2 separate regions of the Mus musculus genome follow, and region 1 is linked to region 2. The links are chromatin contacts, called in public Hi-C maps. All regions are on one chromosome and are shown on one strand. Each heading gives the region's core, a stretch centred on a gene start, on an enhancer-like site or on the middle of the called end of the contact. The rest is flanking DNA. Distances are from core to core; before and after follow the strand shown. Region 1 holds the start of Tox2 (TOX high mobility group box family member 2). Region 2 has its middle 29 kb from the start of Gm11454.

Region 1 (6,385 bases), core at 2,522-5,021, 50 kb before region 2:
CCTTTCTGGGGGTAATGGAAATATTCTCTACCTAGACTGGATTAGTGGGTTCATGGGTGTTTATAGCTAACCAAGCTCATTTACATTTTATTCTGTTAGATCATACTCTGTGTTAACAGAGAGCTAGAAAGCCTACAGGCGACTTAGCAGGTAAAGGGACCTGTTGCCAAACCTTGGACGTCTGGGACACACACAGTGGAAAGGAGAGAGCCTCCGGTTGCTCTCTGACTTGAACGACTGCACATGCATGCATTGTAATTTTTTTTAAAGGAGCTAGAAAATCATCTTCTTTAGCTCGCAAAGCCACATATGGAGCTATGAAGCCAGGTTCGCCCTGTCCCAGTGACCTCTTGGTACCAGTCTGTTTTGGCTGAGCTGGGAGCTCCCAGCCTTCCAAAGTCTGAATGGAAGAAATTCAATCCTCCGTGGATGAAACATAGATTTCCCAGTCCCAAAAGCACGACAGAGAGAGATTCACAAGGAGGCTGGACTGCTGTCCTGCTGTGAATTGAGAAACTTGGATTCAGTCTCATCTCTGACTTTCACCTGCTACTCCATGACTGACTTTTGCCGTGTTGCCGTGAAGCAGAGATCACGGGACCCCAGATCCTCCATGCCAGAAGCCAGGAGCCCCGGTGCTTACCAAACAGTTACTACATTTTCTTTTTAAAAAGAATAACGTGCTTGCTTTATACCTACTAGACAATTTTTTCTCATGCATGCTAACATTGCTGTAATTAATAAATTACACAAGTATTTTGAAGCTAAAATGAAGCTCAGTGGCTTTTTATCATTGTGTGTTTGCTCAAACAAAACCCAGCAGAAGAGAGCAGCTAGTGCTCATGACTTTGATTTAAAGAGGCTGGGAATCTCTATGTGGAGGATTGCTAAGGGACAGTCACCAAGGGGATGGTCGCCAAGGGGACCGTCGCCAAGGGCCCTTCCAGGTCAACTGCCCCACGGTTGTCTGACATCGTTTGGGCAAATGCTTGAGAGACAAGCCTCTTGTCCTGGCTCCAGGAACAGAGTCCCCAGTGTGTGGGCTGTGTCCTGGCTCTATAACCTATTTTACAGCACCTCCCAACACAGGCGCGCGCGCGCACACACACACACACACACACACACACACACACACACACACACAGAGTGGCTATTACACCTTAGGTCTCCAACTCTGATAGTGAGCCTCTGTAAGAAACCTGGACATTTTCTTTTCCACAATCATCAGTTTCTGGTGTCAGACAAAAAAAAAAAAAAAAAAAAAAACGGGGGGTGGAGTTCCTGGTCACAGTGAACCTCAAGAACACCACGGAAGGCCACAGCACACTGGGGAATCTGTCAACAGGAATCTGGATTCAGGCTGAGCCAGGTGCCCCATCACCCCAGCCTGAAGGGCTGAACCTGCGGGTCTCACATCTAAACCCATGCTCTGCACCTTCCTTTCCAGCATTCTGGTGGCTTTTCCCACCCCACTATCCTCAAAACTTCCTCAGCTGCAGGCCAGGGTCTTAGTGCACAGATAGAAACCAAAATCTCCACCCTCCACTTCTGTGCCCTTCCCAGCAGGTTGCAACCTCGGAGGTTCTGGTGCTGAGTCAGAGGTTTCTAGAGCTTCCGAATAAAGAGGTGGCGGTAGCGGGGATGGGGGTGGGGGTTTGGGGTTGGGGGGTGGGGGTCGGCAGCGTCCTACTTCCCAAAGGCGGCGGCGGGAGACAGGCCCCACTCTGGTGGCGCTTGCAGATACATCACTTCCCAAAGACCTCTTCCAGCTACCCTGCCCCGCCCCCAGCCTGGGTACCCAGACTTTAAGGCATAAATCCCCAATCTCCACCGCGGCCACCAAACCAGAGGGTGAACCCCGTTTTGCCCATTCGATATTTTAAACAAAGCCAAGGGCAGAAGATGACCTGCCGCCCCATCCTTCAGCTTCTGGTAAAACTCCACTTGCTGGTTTTAATCCATTTTCCCACCACCACACTGGAAGCGACTCCGGAACCCGCCTTCTCTCTAAGGCACCATCCCCCCTCTCAGGCTTCCAACTTTGCGGATCAGCGCACAAAAGATAATCTGCTCTTCCCCCCCCCCCCCCCCACTCCGAGAGATGCGCGCCGCCCACCTCCGCCCCGGGACGCCCCGGCCTGCGTGGCCCGCGCCGCCCGGACCAGGGCGAACTGCAGAGGGCTCCCGGCCGCAGCCGCTCCCTTAGGGCCTGAGGATGCACTTGCAGAGAGGCCCAGCCCCGGAGGCCCAGCGATCGGCCGGACGCTCGGCTGCTGCAGCATCCCGACAACATCCCCGCAGCCAGGGGCTGCGCGGACAGCCTGTAGGGAAGGGACAGACCCCCAGAGGGTCATGGATCCAGCCACCCGACGCGCACTCACCACGCAGCGCCGCGGAGCCCGCGCGTCTACGTCCCGACCGCCCGGAGACCCACGCGCGCTGTTCAATCCGGGCTCCGAGTGACGAAAAGCCGCGCTCGGCTCCAGCCTGACCCCGACCGACGCACAGACCCGGGGACGCACCGACCGTCTGGCGTCCGAACTAAGTTTCAAAGTTCCCTTCCCTGCGAGGGAAGGGGACTCAGACAGCGCCGCTGCCCCTGACCGTGCCCGCTGAGCTCAAAGGGGAGCTGGGGTCCGATGCCCCTGGTCCTGGGATCCAGGCACTACCTCCCGGGGGCGCCGCGCTGTGGGGCCCTGGCTGGAGTTGAGCACAGAGAACCTAGAAAAATGGTGGGGACGGGGAGCGAGAGTGTACCTCCTCGCTGCGGCTCCAGCCTGGAGGGACGCTAGCTCCCCAATCCAGGGAAGGGATAGGCCTTGATTGGACGACACCGGCATAAAATCAGAGGCGCCACGGGGTAGTGACGGCCAATTAGTAAACGGCCCAATTAATGCTCAGCGCCGAGAAGTTAAAACCCCGACGCGCGAGTGTGGACAACCGAGGGGTGGGGGCGAGCAGTGGAGGGTGCTGGAGCCTGTGACTGTCCCTGGGTGTGTCCGGGTGTGACTAGGTGGCCGTCAGGGCGATTTGTAGCTGGGGCTTCTCCTCCAGGGGATGGATCTGCGTGACCGAACGTGTACACTTGTGGGTCATTGTGAGTCTGAGCTGTGACTGTCGGAGCTACTTCTTTGTGTGACTGTCCCCCGTTGCCACTGGATGTGACAGCAGCTGCGAACCTGTGTGGAAGCGTTGTGTATGAGTGTAGATAGATGAGGTGACTTGTATGTTATCGTAGCCCTGTGCGTGGGCGAGTGGCTGCGTGTGGTTGAGGATAAATGACTGGCACCGTGACTTATGTGGGACGGCGAAGGCTGTGTGTGGTGCCGCCTGGCTGGGTGACAGAGAGTCGCTGCGCGTCGGCTTGTGAATGAATGCGAAGCGTGGGTGAGTGTGTCACTGTGTCGTCTTACGGGAAGCTGTCGGGCTGACTTCTGCCCGTGATCTACAACTCCCAGCATGTGTGACCGACCGCGAGGGTAGCGGTGTGAGTGGCACGTGCCCGTCGTCCAAGATGTTGTGTGCGTGTCCCCGTGTGCGCCCCCAGAGTGCCTACGTCCGCAGCCACGAGATTACTCCTGCCCCCCACGCTCCAGCCCGGGACACTCGGGCCCCCAGCCTACCTTGCCGCCTACCTTGCCGCAGTGGTAGTAGTCCAGGTGTGCCAGGCCGGCCGGCTCGGCCCCGGGCCGCGCACCTACCGCGGGCGCCGAGGGATACAGGCGGACGTCCATGGCGGGCGCGGCGGCGGCGGCGGCTCCCGCGGGCAGTGCCTGGGCGGGCAGCCGTGGGAGCCCTATGCGAGCCCGTGTGCGAGCGCGGGGGGCGGGCCGGGGGCGGTGCCCGGAGGGGAGCTACGCCCTCCCGCCACGCCCTCCCCCGCCCCGCCCGCAAGCGCTATTGTTCCGGCCTCGGGAGCCGCCGAGGGCAAGGGGGGCCCCCTGGTCGCCTTGGTCTCCGCCCAACCCTCCGCCCCTAGAGTTAGTTGCCAGTCCAAGTGGACCGTTCCTGTCCCGCCTTTTGTCACCAAGAAGAGAGAAATCTCTAGGCCACCCCTGTCCAGAAATGGGACATTCCCAGCCCCAAATATTGGGGACAGTGTCAATCCCCACCCTGCTTGCAGGGCAAGTAGGAAGTGGTTGAAGGAGCATCCATTTGGAGATGGGCACTATCTTACCTTTTGCCTTACATGGGTCTTAGAATAGTTCCCTGCCTCCCAACACACACACCTCAAGCTCATCTGAGTTATTCAGAGAGGGACGGGGGGAGGGGGCAACGTGCATAAAGGTTTATTTTATATATGAGGAAATCGAGGCACCAGAAAGGGAGAGCATGCAGAAGTGAAAGCGCTTGGATGAAGACTGTGGAAAGTCCCCTCCCCCTTACTGGTAAGGACGGGAAGGCTCAGAAGCCCCGTACACTTAGCGTACACTTAGCCACCATCCAGAGCTTTTCGGAACCCCAGAGAAGCAGTGTGAATCTGCCCCTTGTCGTCCGTCCATCTGTAACAGCACCCTTGTTCCACAGACACTTGCTAGCTGGAAGAACCATCAGGGGCTGTCTGCTGCTCACCCCACCCCCATCCAGTTCCTGGGTTCCAGGTTCTGGAATACTTTCGAAGCCTGCCTGGGAAGAACAACTGGAGAAAAGAGCGTGAGCCTCTTGCCCACTTAGGAGACAGCTTGAAACTAGCTCAGGCTCCATAACTGCTTCTTGGACTTGCTTCCTGGCCGGGAGCGAGGACCGCAGCAACCATGAAATCCAGGCACCTCAAGAGCAGTGTGGGAACTGGTCTTCCAGCGAAGGCTGGAGAACAACAGAGGGAAATTACAACCCAGAAAGGAAAGAGCTTCTAAATAAACGTCAGTCATTGTTTCTAGAAACACCAGGCTCAGCCTTATCAAAAAGGAATTTCCGACAAGCCTCTCTCCTCCCCCCCCCCACCCCCCCTGTCTCTCCCAGATCTGGCTACCCAACTAACCTAGCAATAGTCACTGAAACACACACACACACACACACACTTCTCTGCATTGAATTGAGTATTTCATGTGCACGTGGATGGCTTCTGTGCTGTCTGTCTGTCCTGTTTACTTTTCTCTCCTTGTGCCATTAGCCCACTGGACTACTTCAGCTTTGTAATAAATCTTAATGTCCCATAGAATAAGTCCACACACATTTTGTTCTTTAAGACTACCTTGGCAATTGGCCTTGGTGCCTTAATAAAAATCAGCTGGGATTGTCATTGTTCTCACATCGAATCTTTATCCCAATTCGGATGAAGAGGGTGTTTTCTCTGTGCATTAATTTTATCCATGAACATGGTACACCCACTTAGGGTTTCTTTACAAGTTCTCTCAGCCATGTTCGTATGCGAAAACCTGGCACATCTTTTATTAGATTTACAACTGGGTTTTTTTTTGTCATTTTTATGCTATTATCAATTATTTATTTTGTTTGTTAATATGATGGTCAAGGCTTTCTAACACCTCCACAAATCCTTTGACACTCCTCCCTAGGAGTAGAGTCTAATGCCTCCCTCTTAGAAAGGCTGATTTTGGCGAGTGGTTCTTAGTAAATACCATGACTTCTGAGGCTAGTTCATTAAAGCTAACACAGTCTCACCTGCTTGACTTCTCAGCAGGCTCTTGTTTGGAGCTGTAAGCTACCATGTAGGAGGGCTGGAATCATCAGAGAAGCCCTGAAAAGATTATGGTCTTTCTTGAATCCAAAATGTTTAGCACTTGGATTGAAGACACAGGCAGAATCTCTGTGAGTTCAAGTCCAGCCTGATCTACATAGTGAGTCCCAAGACCACCAGGGCTACATAGGAAGACCCTGTCTCGATAAATAGACAGATTATTGGTAAATAGATAGACAAGATATTCAGTTGCCATGACCGATAATAAGTGCATATTATTTTAAGCTACAAAATTTTGAGGTTGTTTCTCAACCATATAGGCCTAGAATATACTGGAAATAAACTTTTACACAATGTTCCAAAAACCAGAAACACTGCCAAACTCACTAACCCTAATCATTTGTACATGGATTCTTTGGCTTTTAAAAACCCTAGAGCTATGCTCTCTCCCATCTGTAAATAAAATGAAAGTTTTCTCTTAAGTTCCAATCCTTGTATGTTCCGTTGCTTTTTCTTGTCTTGTCTCACTGGCCAGTAACAGTAACAGAAAATGTGAGAGAAGCCGCCAGCCCCCAACTTAGTCTTCCTTCTGAGCACAGAAGGACTATCAATACTCACCACGAACTGTGTGCTTGCTCTACTCTCTCTCTCTCTCTCTGTGTGTGTGTGTGTGTGTGTGTGTGTGTGTGTGTGTGTGTGTGTATCTTGACAAATCTTGCCCTTTGAGGTCAGGAGATAAAAGTGCCA
Region 2 (5,918 bases), core at 690-3,189:
CAGCGTTGAACATTCTCCTCCTGGCTGCCTTCAGACCAAGACGGAGAACCCTCAGCTCCTCCAGCACCATGCCTGCCTGCACACTGCCATGCTCCCTGCCATGATGATATTGGATTGCACCTCTGAACCCGTAAGCCAGCCCCAAGTAAATGTTTTTCCTTTATAAGAGTTGCCTTGGTCTGGCTGGAGAGATGGCTCAGCGGTTAAGAGCAATGGCTATTCCTCCAAAGGACCCAGGTTCAAATCCCAGCACCCACATGGCAATTCATACGTGTCTGTAATTCCAGTTCCAGGGTATATGACACCCTTGCAGAGACATCCATGGAGACAGAACACCAATGTAAATAAAAATTAAAAGCCACGGTCATGGTCCCATCGCTCTGTGGTCTGCAGTGAAGAAAAAACACCATCATGTTTGTGTGGTGGCAAACAAACAAACAAACAAAAAAACCATTCACCCCCTGGCCAAGAAGAGAGAGAAAGCACAGAGCCAAAATCCCATAATTCCCTTCAAGGACATGCCTGCAATGACTTAAAGCCCTCTCACTGGGCCTTGTCTTCTAAAGGTCCCTTCAGGCCTACTAGTGCTACACCAAGGAGCAATGCTTTAACACAGGAGTCTAGAGTCTGTATGAGGAAGAACAGTACTCAACTATAAATGGACTTGGAGTCATCTAGGAGCTATGGCTTGGTCCCTAGTGACACAGGTCTACAGCCTGGCGCAGAGGCAGGAGCTGGCAAGATCCCTCTGAGTTGCTGCAGAATAGGTAAGACCTGAAGTAAGGAGCCGTAGGTAGTGCCACCTATGGACAAGCTTGGAGCCACCCCAACGATCACATCCAGGGAGAAAAGGAAGCACGTGGAGACATGAAGGAACAGCTAAGAGACAAAGGAAAACCCCATAGGGTCCCAGAGCTCAGGACAGGCACTTTCACAGTGGGAGGAGGCGACAGGTCCACCAGAAGCCATTGAGACAGGTCCAGATGAATGCCCATCCAAAGAAGTGTACTACAGGTTGAACGGAGGTGGCCAGCCAGCACCACATGGCTTCTTTTTCTTGCCATAGGAGCTTCCGGAACGGAAGTGTAGCTGCCACTCCCCACGGGCTTCAGAGCCTGACCGATACTCCAGTTCACGGGGAAAGCAACAAGGGGAACAGGGCTGAAGTGATTTTTGCAGAGCAAGATGAGAGGGGAGGAAGAAAGGGAGATGGAGAGAAGAAGGGAGGGGGGATGGAGAGAAGGAGACAGGGAGGGGGGAGAGAGAGGGGGAGAAGAGTCCACGCCTTCTGCCTCATGGTCTGGCTGCCATTCCAGCACACAGGTCCACTCCACTGGGAGGGAGAAGAAACGTAGAGGGGACCACAAGGGATTTGAGTCAGGACCTTGCTATCAGATCTCTGCAGCTTCCCTGTGCCTTGCTTCCCTGATAACTATGGGGCCACCTCATCTAAGGGAGTCTCCCTGAATAGCCCTTTCTAGCATAGCCTCTGGGCTAGGAGTCACTATGGGATATGCTAACTGTCCCCACACATAACCGAGCAGGCTGACAGTGTCACTGGGAAGGGTCTGATAAGGCTTCTGGGTGTGCTGGGGGGGGGGGGGGGGAACCAGGTGTGGGGGGGAGGGAGGGGGGACAGAGGCAGGGCAGCAACAAAGCAAGCAACTCAGGACCAGCCAAGTCAGGGTTCAAGTTCTGGATGTCCCTGTGTTCCTCAGCATCTCTGAAGACACTAGAAAACAGAGAACAAGTTACTCTGTGCCATCTTCTGTGGAGGCAGAATTCAGAGGAGAAACGGAAAGGTGGCTTCGGCTCGGCAGACCTCACACTGCAGCAATGAGTCCGCGCAGAGGATCGTCAGCACAAGCCTGGCTCCTCTCAATTCCAACTGGAAGGGAAAACCATCAACTCCAGAGATGCTGTTCTCTGAGATGCTTATTCAGTTACCAATAACAACCGTCGCCATGGAAACGGGCCGTCCAGCCAGCCAGACTGGAATTATTCTCAGGCCAGAGCCAGATTAGTCATCTCCAAACCAAAAAGGCTTCCTGAGCCCCAGCCTGCCCTCAATCACCCAGCTGAAGTTGAGGGGAAGGGTCCCACCTTTTCCTCCCGTGCTCTTCCAGTCGTGAGGCCCCACTATCTGGAAGATGCTTGAGACACGAGACAAAGCTTAATGGATTGTACAGTTTCCAATTCTTCATAAAGTCGGATGGGTTGATATCACAGAGTGGGAGGACCCAGAATAATGATCCGGCTGCAACAGCCTGCGGATCGAGGGCTGCTTTGGAGGTGGGTCTTGGGGTCAGGTTCCATGCAGAGAGCCAGATCCAAGGGAACACGTCAGAGGGAGCCAGCCAGCTGAGAAGCTGGAACGAACTCCACAGGGGAAAGCGATGTCCCCACTTAAACAGGACCTCAGTTTCTCCGAGGCCTTAAAGCGTGTTCTTAGAGAAAAGGGGGCTGCGGCTCAGTAGTAGAGTGCTTACCTAGTGTGGGGTCAGTAGTAGAGTACCTACCTCATACGGGCTTGGTAGTAGAGAACTTGCCTAACATGGCAAGGCCCTAGGTTTGATTCCCAGCAGATGAAAAACTTAAAATGGTAAGTCAGAAGGAAGCAGGAGTTCTGGGAAGATGCTCAGAGGGTTAATTGCCACAGAAGCATGAAGACCTGAGTTCGGTTCCCACCACCCCGTGTAAAAAGCATCGGCAAGGCACAGACAGGAGGAGCCTCAGAGATCACTGGATGGCCATCCTAGTCAAACTAGTGAGTTCCAGGTTCAGTGAGGGATACAACTACAGAAACTAAAGTGGAGGGCAACTGAAAGAGGCACCTGATATTGACCTATGACCTCCACAGGTGAACACACACACATGCACGCACAGGCACCTGCTCGAACACAAGCCTACACATCCATGAACATACACGACACGGACATATACACAGAGAGGAAGCAGGGACAACCCCTTCCTTATGGACATGGAGGAGACAAAACGGATGTGATGGTGCGTGTCTACAGTGTCAGCACTCAGGGGGATCACGAGTTCAAGTCTAGCCTCAGATAAATTTGAGGCCAACCTGGGTTGCTTCAGACTTTGTCTCATAAAAAAGTTACATTCTATTTACATATCAGCTTGTGTAAATGCTTTAATTTTCTATATTAAACATCGTAAATTACAAATGGTAATAAGTGAGCACCCTCACTATTATGTTCTTTGGGCAAACTGTTCAGGTCTGATGAGCTTCAGCGTCCCTGTGGGTCAACGGGACAGTTTCCTTCAGAGGAGTCTAGAGTGGAACCCCGCAGCACACAGACACGCAGGATGCTGCCCCCGCCCCAGCTCCTGCCGAGACCGCAGCTTCTCTGTGCTGAGGAAGAAGGGTCTGTGCTCCGTATTAATCAGCTCCCATTAATTTTTCAAAGTAGACAACAGCCCTCTTACTCCTCTCCTGCAGAGCCTCATCCATAATTGATCCCAAGCCGCTCTTACCCAAATAGACCGGGCAAAGCTGGCGGCACAGAGCGGAAGGCTCTCTCATACGCGATGATCGCGATCCGGCTGTACTCGCGGGCCCCCTAGGTCTTGCGCATGCACCAGAGTCAGGGTAACTAGAGACGCTGAGGCTGGGCCAGCTTTCCGGTCCAATGAGTAAAGGTGCCTCCCACCAGGCCTGATGACCCCTGAGTACAGTCTACAGAACCACATGATAAAAGGAGACAGTCAACCCCTGAAGATTGTTCTCTGGCCTCTACACACCTGCTGTGGCATGCACATGTGCCAATACACACATATAAATAAATTATAGATAGATAGATAGATAGATAGATAGATAGATAGATAGATAGATAGATAGATAGATAGACAGACCCTGCCTGTATCTCCAGCCCACTTGGGCTGCTATAACAAAAGACCATAAGCCAGGGCTGGGGAATGCAGCTCAGCAAGTGCTGTAATGTGTGTCCATGTGTGAGCCTGTGTGTGTGTATGCACATGCTAATGGGTACATTAATGTATATAGTGCCCATGTCTGTGTAGGTATGTATGCACATATATAGATGTGCATATGAAGGCCAGAGGTCAACACTGGGTATCTTCCTTAACTGTTCCCTTATTGTTTTGAGACGGGGTCTCTCACTGAGCTGACCTAGCAAAGCTGGCTGGCTGGCCAAGGGGCTCCAAGGATCTCCTGTCTCTGCCTCCCTCTTTGACACTAAGAACTGGAACTGAGGGTTCAATGCCACCATGGTTGGCATTGTGTGAGTGTGTGTGTGTGTGTGTGTGTGTGTGTGTGTGTGTGTGTGTGGTGTGCTGGAGAATCTGAATTTAGGTCCTTGTGCTTACAACTGAGCCATCTCCCCAGGCCCTGAAATTTATCTTTTAAAAAGCTGAATTTCAAAGAGAGCAACAGACACTGGAAAAGCTGGAGCAAGCCAGCACTTTCACAGAGCTCTTCTCTTAGAGAATTGTCATAACTTAACCCATCTGCCGATCCCTGTAAAGTTATCACAAGATTAACCTTTAAGATGTATTCATTCGTTTGTTTATTTATTTTTTATTTATTTATGTGTGTGTGTGTGTGCGTGTGTGTGTGTGTGTGTGTGTGTGTGTGTGTGTGTGAGAGAGAGAGAGAGAGAGAGAGAGAGAGAGAGAGAACACACCTGCAAAGTCCCAGAGAAAGCACTGGGTCCCTTGGGAATGGAATTATGGTGGTAAGCCACCCAGCATCAGTGCTGGAATGTTTTCTTTATCTATGTGCATATAGTTTGTGTGTGTGTGTGCGCGTGCGTGTGTGTGTGTGTCTGTGTGTGTGTGTATCTGTGTGTGTGTATGATGCCACAATACACTTGTGTAGGTCAAAGGACAGCTAATAGAAGTGGGTTCTCTCCTTCCACCATGCGGGGCTGGGTATCAAACCCAGATCATCAGACTTGGTGGCAGAGCCTCTAAGCCATCTCACCAGCCTGAAAATACTCTTTTCTAACAAAAGCTAAGATCACTTGCTATCCACCAACAAAAGGATGAAGCCAAGCCCCTGCTTTTCTCTGTGTAAGGGGACTCATTTGAAACGGATGAGAGCTGTAAGTTTCAACTCTTAGAAGGAAGTTAAGCATAAGTCTGTGTAGCCTTGGACTAGACCACAGCTTCTTAGAGACAAAACGAGAGCAGTTAGGTCCATGCACTGCTCCTCCAGAAGAGCTGAGTTCCGCGCGGGCGTTCACAGCCACTTGGGACGCCATCGCTAGAGGAGCTGAAGCCTTTCGCCAGCACCGTACGTCCACAGAGACACACAGAAATAGAAATTTTAAAAGAACCCTTCTTTAAAAAAGAAAGAGCATCAAATGTGCGAGTAATGTATTTTTAACGAAAATTAGACGCCATGCATTGCGTTGTTGGGGGCATTCTGTTTTCTTTCCGGGTATTTTGCTTAGATATTTTGTTTTCTGGTTTTGCGTTCTGGGTGGAGAGGTGGGGAGGACCCGGGAGGAGTTGCGGGAGAGGAAGGGTGTGATCAGAATATACTGCATAATTTTTTTCTATTAAAATAAATAAATAATAGACTTCAGAAAGACTTAGACCCAAGTTTTAAGAGTTTCTATCTACAAGAAACAGAACAATACAATCCTACAGAATAGGAAAAGATATTTGTAAGTCATATCTCATAGGGACAAATATTTGGAATACTTGAAAGCATTATAACTAAAAACCAAAAAGATCAGCAGTCTAATTTTAGAAATGAACATAAGGTCTCAATGAGCATTTCTACAATGGCCAGGAAGCACATTTGAAAAGACGGTTGGCACCATGAGTCACCAGGGAAATACAAACCAAAAGCTCAGTGGGAAACAGTTTCACCCACTCAGGTGGCTAAAAACAAGACAGAGAATAACAAGTGTCGACAAGGACATGGCAATGGG

Evidence for each region. A called contact is a pair of places that touch in the nucleus more often than the background predicts.
Region 1: a Hi-C map of cortical neurons shows a contact between it and region 2, with 1.7 times the contacts expected there. The contact joins the promoter of Tox2 here to the enhancer-like site in region 2. A contact is called at or near these places in 15 of 484 Hi-C or Micro-C datasets (8-cell embryo, the G1E-ER4 cell line, the N1E-115 cell line and 11 more), 11 of 115 datasets of contacts at active chromatin or transcription factors (CD8 T cells, astrocytes, embryonic hindbrain and 5 more) and 5 of 9 other capture datasets (adipose tissue, embryonic tail, embryonic trunk and 2 more).

Annotation. Positions count from the first base shown.
Region 1 is chr2:163,200,513-163,206,897 of GRCm38.p6, reverse strand. It overlaps Tox2 (TOX high mobility group box family member 2), which reads right to left and starts at 3,771. Exons shown (of 9, transcript NM_001372575.1): 1 at 3,636-3,771. The coding sequence starts at 3,734.
Region 2 is chr2:163,148,877-163,154,794 of GRCm38.p6, reverse strand. No RefSeq gene overlaps it. Among named protein-coding and RNA genes, the nearest start is that of Gm11454, 29 kb to the right of the region's middle. Within about 2 kb of position 1,939, at least 48 of the 459 cell types and tissues checked have an H3K27ac peak or open chromatin away from gene starts, as enhancers often do. A contact at or near this core is called in the N1E-115 cell line, brain, cerebral cortex and 3 more, where this site is marked.